2 separate regions of the Hordeum vulgare genome follow, and region 1 is linked to region 2. The links are chromatin contacts, called in public Hi-C maps. All regions are on one chromosome and are shown on one strand. Each heading gives the region's core, a stretch centred on a gene start, on an enhancer-like site or on the middle of the called end of the contact. The rest is flanking DNA. Distances are from core to core; before and after follow the strand shown. Region 1 has its middle 190 kb from the start of LOC123397786. Region 2 holds the start of LOC123399936.

Region 1 (2,700 bases), core at 108-2,607, 860 kb after region 2:
AATTATTCCTGCTACTTGTGAGTTGCATTGGGTTTTTCCCCGAAGAGGAAGGATGAAATGATAAAGTAGCGGTAAGTATTTCCCTCAGTTATGAACCAAGGTTTATCAAACTAATAAGAGATTTAAGAAAACTTCCCGTCGTGAGCACCTACACACACAAAACCAAATGCTAGCACCCAGCGCGGGCAAGAGAGTCTACTCCCTTTAACTCTTTCCTTGCAAGGATTAATTTTGATAGAGATAGATATATAAAAGTAAAATAAAAATAGAAATTAAATAAAGACATCGAGCTTTTTAGGTATTTAGTAATTTGATTAAGTACACTCTGGGGTCGTAGTTTTCACTAGAGGCTTCTCTCTCGAACGCATAGCATACGACGGGTAAACACATTAATCTTGGACAATTGATAGAAAAACACATAGTTATGATATTATTCATGACAATGATCATGCATATAGGCATCATGTCCATAAACATGTATACCAAAACAATTCTCCATCTACTACTATTACTCCATCAATCAACTGCTATCCAGCATACATCTATGGTATTAAGTTCATAACAAAATGAGTAATGTTTTGGGCAAGATGACATGATGTAGACAAAGTAAGACAAGCAATACGTTCAGACTCCATCATTTTATCCTTAATAGCAACAATATAAATAGATGTCTTGTCCCGTTTTATCACTTGGATATAGAGCACAACAAGATTGAACCTAGTACAATGCACCACTCCCCCTGAAAATAAAGTTTTCTTTGCTACGTTCATCAAATTTGTAAGAAAAATCATCAAATGTGAAAAAAGTTCGTCAAATGTTAAAAAAAAGTTTATCAAACTAAAATACTCATTAATTTGAGAAAAAAAATCATCAAATTTTTAAAAACGTTCATTCAATTTGAAAAAAGTTCATCAACAAAAGTTTTGTGAAGTTGAAAAAAATCATGGATTTAAAGAAAAAGTTCACGAACTATAAAAAATCATCAAGCCATGAAGATGAAAAAAGGAAAAACAAAAACGAAAAAAACATAAGCAAAAAACGAAAAACAGAAGCAAAAAAACAAAAACCAGAAGCAAGAAACGAAACCAGAAGCAAAAAAACGAAAACCAGAAGCAAGAAACGAAACCAGAAGAAAAAAACGAAAACCAAAGATAGAAAAAAGAGGAAAATAAAATTAGTGATAAGATCGATTATGGTGGCGTGGTGGTTACAGCGTGCTAACCCGAGCTGGAGTTCGAGAGTTTGATTCCCATGAAGCCTAAACCTTTTTTTCTTTTCAGAACAGAAAAGAAAAATGCTGAGATGGGTCGGCCCAGCGCGGGTCGTTGCAGGCGCCCGTTAGCGAAATTTCATTATAACGGACGCCCGTGGTGTCAAATAGGATTGGCCGCAGATTCCTGGGACCTCCTAATTTGCGCTGCAGGCGCCAATTAGGTAAACTGGCGCTCACAGCCTCAAGCTTGTGGGCTGGCCCAACAAGTAACTTCGTTCGTTTTCGTTTCTTTCGCTGGATCGCTCGGTTAAATGTGTAATACTGTTGGTTCGTCAAACCATTTGACCGTTGACTTTTAGAAAATAGATCTAAAAAAATTCATCAATTTGAAAAATAGTTCAAAAGCTAGAAAAAGTTCAAAATTTTTATAAAATGTTTCTCAAATTATAAAAAAAGTTGATCAAACTATAAAAAAAGTTCATCAAATTTTAAAATAAGTTCATCAAATTTTAGAAGAGTTCATCAAATTCGAAAAAAAGTTCATCGAATTTTAGAAAAGTTTATGAATTTAAAAAAGATTTCATCGGTTTGCAAAAAAGTTCATTGAATTTAAAAAATAATTCATTGAATTTTTCGTAAAGTTCATAAAACTGAAAAAATGCAATAATTTGAAAAACATAATCCACACATTTAAAAAAAAAGAAAAAGACAAGAAAAACTAAATAAAAGGGAGGAGACGAAGAACTAAATCATATATATTGTGATGGCCTCGTGGTTAGTGTGCTTGCTTCAAAGCCTCATGTCGTGAGTTCGATCCCGAGTTGTAGCACCATATTTTGATCTTTCTTTAAAAGAAATGTGAAACTAGGCCGGGCCAAATGCCGAGCGGAGGCGTCCGTTAGCAAAAATAGGCGTCAAATAGGAAATGCCGAGACTCCTTCGTAAAGCTCATCTTAGAGAAGCAGAAAAAAAAACAGTCTAACAGGTTGGAAACTCTAGGCGATCAGTGACTGCGTGCTGGGTGTCTCCTTCAACTTCTCCTTTGGAGGTTGGAAATCCTATATGGTCAGCAACTGCGCACGTTGTAGTTGTTGGCTCTCCTTCATCTTCTCCTTTGGTATGACCTTGTCGTGGATTTGCGTAACCTTCCAGCAATCCGCTTGGAGGACAAATAGTGACCCAGCTTTCGGTACAAATGCATGCTTCACAACGAGCTACTTAGACATCAAACTTATCAGGTTTTGCAGTAATTAATACACTCTCCGTAAAATAATATAAGAGTGTTTAGATCGCCTCTCCTTTAGCGGCCCCTCCGTCCCCTAGCTTAGATGACACGGGCGGCGACTCCAACCCCGGCCGCGAGCAGCGTCCCTCACCAGCTCGTACCCCTCGCCGCAGCCAGTGGCCACCGCCGGGCAAATCCCGCGTAGTGGTGGTGGCAACGGGGTCTCCTCAGTCACTCGGCATCATTCAGTTGCTCCCGATCC
Region 2 (2,700 bases), core at 171-2,670:
CTTCTCCATCTCGCCATTCTTGATGTAAAATGAAAGGATGGTGTTCGGGATCCTTGAATCTTTTGTTCCTGACTGTGACTCCCATTCGCCGTAAACAAACTCTGCTGCCGCAATATCGCCAAACCTTGTAAGCGAAGTAAGCATGCACTTGTACTCGGCGTCGCTGAACTTCCTGAAGGTTTGCCTCATCTTGCTCCACACCCTGTCCAAGTTACCTCTGTCTGACAGGCTTGCGTACATGGTGAGAAGTGACGAGTAGGCGGCTCGCTCCTTTCTGGAGGCCCTCTTTTCCATCTCCACAAGCGCATCCCGGCCTTTGACATGAAGACCGGCATTGATGTAAATGCTAGCCAGCAGGCTGAAGGTCATCCAGTCAGGGACCACCCTGTCATCTTTCATGAGATCAAAGACCTTCTCGGCGCTTTTCACGCTGTTCTTCCTGGAGCAGTAGGTGAGCCATATGTTGTACGTGACCAGGTCTGGGATGGTGTACCTCCTGAGCTCCTTGATCATCTCGGGCACCTTCTCCAGCTCACCGACCGACATGTAGAGCGACATCATGTGATTGAATGGGAGCGCGCACGTGAGATACCCTGCGTCGGCCATCTCCTTGAGCATGGCCTCGGCCTTGTCGCGTGCGCCGTGCTGCACGTAGGCGTGCAGGAGGGAGTTGCAGGTGGACGGCCCCTTGGCTCGCTCGGGGACGTCCTCGAAGAACTTCTCGGCGCTAGCCAGGCCCCGCACCTTGGCGACGAGGTCGAGGTGCACGGCGTGGTCCCCTGGCAGCAGCCTGATCTCCGGCTGCGTCCTCATCCACTCGCAAATCTGCATTCGGGCGGGGCGGGGCGGGGTCAGGTCGACAGGCAATACGGCGAACAGGTGGCGGGCGGGCGGGCGCGCGCTGGTAGCTAGGTGCAACGCGTCGGCGTCGGCGCGGCAATGTCGCGTACCTCGAGGGCGTGCTTGAAGCGACGGTACTTGCGGAGCTCGCGGACGACGCGGTTGAGCTGGTACTTGTGCACCGCGCGGCCTTCCTCCGCCCACCGGCGCAGCACCACCACCGCGCTCCGCTTCGGGTAGATGAGCTTCAGCAGGCGCTTCCCCAGCGTGTCCCCGCCCCCCACGGAGATCGACCCTCCAGCTCCTCCCGTTGACGCCGCCGGGGCGGAGGCGGAGAGCAGCCTCGCGTAGCCGGTGGCGGCCGCTAGCCGGCGGGAGAGCATGGCCTCGCAATATTTTCTTAGGGAGAATTTTTTTTGTCTTTCACTTGGAACTAACGGGCCTGACTCATATAATCAATCTCTCTGGAAGGAGGAGGATGCCTGCCTTCTTCTCAGGCCTGGTACTGGGAGGCCCATCGCAGGCCCACGTAGGAAAAGGCTGTGGGTACAAAACCCCCAGCCCCGAGGGACCTAGGCGCAAGAGCTCCCACCCATCCCCGCCGTGCCCGTGCTCCCCCGTCCCAAGGGGAAGGAGCTCTCTCTCCCCCCCTCCGCAGTCCAAACGAAATTAAGAGAAATCTCCCCCAAAGTTTTCGAATCCTCACCCAAATCGGTTTGAATCGGCCACCCACCCCACCAAACGAACCCATCTGGTTCCGGGCTCTGGTGGCCGTGGCGACTGGCGAGCGAGCGAGCACCCCATCTCGCCCCGCCCGCCTCCCATGGCGTTTCACGTCGCGTGCCCCATCACTTGGTATCATCCCTTTACGTTACACCCCTCTTCCTCCTCCCCCTCCCCCCTCCCCCTCTCGGCCTCGGTATCTCTCGTTCTCTTCACCGCCCGCCCCCCCTTCCTCTCGCGCGCTGACGGCTTCTCTTCCTTCCTTTGTGCAGCCGGAGGGTGTGCGACTGCGAGCTAGGGTTCGGCGCCGCGAGGGCCAGTAACAGGGCGGGGGCATGGGCGGGCGCTGCGGCGGCGCTCGAGGGCTTCCTCGCCGATCCGTGGCTGCTGAGGCCGGCGGGGGCCGGGGATGGCCTAGAGCCCGGCACGGTGCAGGTGGAGGTGCCGCCGCTCGAGCTGCCGGAGGAGGGCGAGGACGAGGCGTGCAGGGCGGCCATGCAGCGCCAGGCCGCCGCCGCCGAGGACTTCGCCAGGCGCCTCGAGGGCGCCTATGGATCTCCGGTGAGCCGAATCTCGGACGCACTTGCTTCTGCCTAGGGCTTATTCCGCCTGGGTTTCCCCGTCCTTGCCAAGGACCTAAGGTTTACGGTTTTTGGTAGCGCTCATGACGATGATTCTAGCTAATATCGGTGTAGGCGCATTTCGGGTTCTGTGCCTTCCAGACTGTTTAGCTGTCTGGTTACTGCGAATTTCCGAAGGTTTTGGTGTAGATTTGTTGGGAAGTCTGAATTGGGATGATAATGGGCTGCTGGGAGATCGAATGCTAGCGCAGCAGTTTGCACCTTTTATGTTCTGAGGTTATAAGAGTGTGTACTGGCTCCAGGTAGGTATTTGCGGGAATCCTGGTTAGATTTTAGAGCCAGGTTTGGATTTTTGGGTAAATACCACTGTCAACATTCTGACATTCATTGCTCATCAGTTTCGTGTGGCTCAGAGGAATTCGATGTCCTTGAGTGGTTGTATGCACGAGGATTATGCCAGATGGAATTGACCATGTCCTTTGCTGATTCCGGTGTATTACTTTGAGTGGACTATAGGGCCGTGCTCTGTCTTTTGAGGTTTTGTTATGCTACGGCC

The links. A called contact is a pair of places that touch in the nucleus more often than the background predicts.
Region 1: a Hi-C map of leaf shows a contact between it and region 2, with 2.4 times the contacts expected there. The contact joins the enhancer-like site here to the promoter of LOC123399936 in region 2. A contact is called at or near these places in 2 of 6 Hi-C or Micro-C datasets (leaf and seedling).

Annotation. Positions count from the first base shown.
Region 1 is chr5H:138,153,729-138,156,428 of MorexV3_pseudomolecules_assembly, forward strand. No RefSeq gene overlaps it. Among protein-coding and RNA genes, the nearest start is that of LOC123397786, 190 kb to the right of the region's middle. Within about 2 kb of position 1,358, at least 3 of the 3 cell types and tissues checked have open chromatin away from gene starts, as enhancers often do. A contact at or near this core is called in leaf and seedling, where this site is marked.
Region 2 is chr5H:137,292,290-137,294,989 of MorexV3_pseudomolecules_assembly, forward strand. It overlaps LOC123399936, which reads left to right and starts at 1,421. Exons shown (of 12, transcript XM_045094327.1): 1 at 1,421-1,695; 2 at 1,836-2,124. The coding sequence starts at 1,664. It overlaps LOC123452472 (pentatricopeptide repeat-containing protein At4g02820, mitochondrial), which reads right to left and starts at 1,260. Exons shown (of 2, transcript XM_045129123.1): 1 at 951-1,260; 2 at 1-825. The coding sequence starts at 1,223.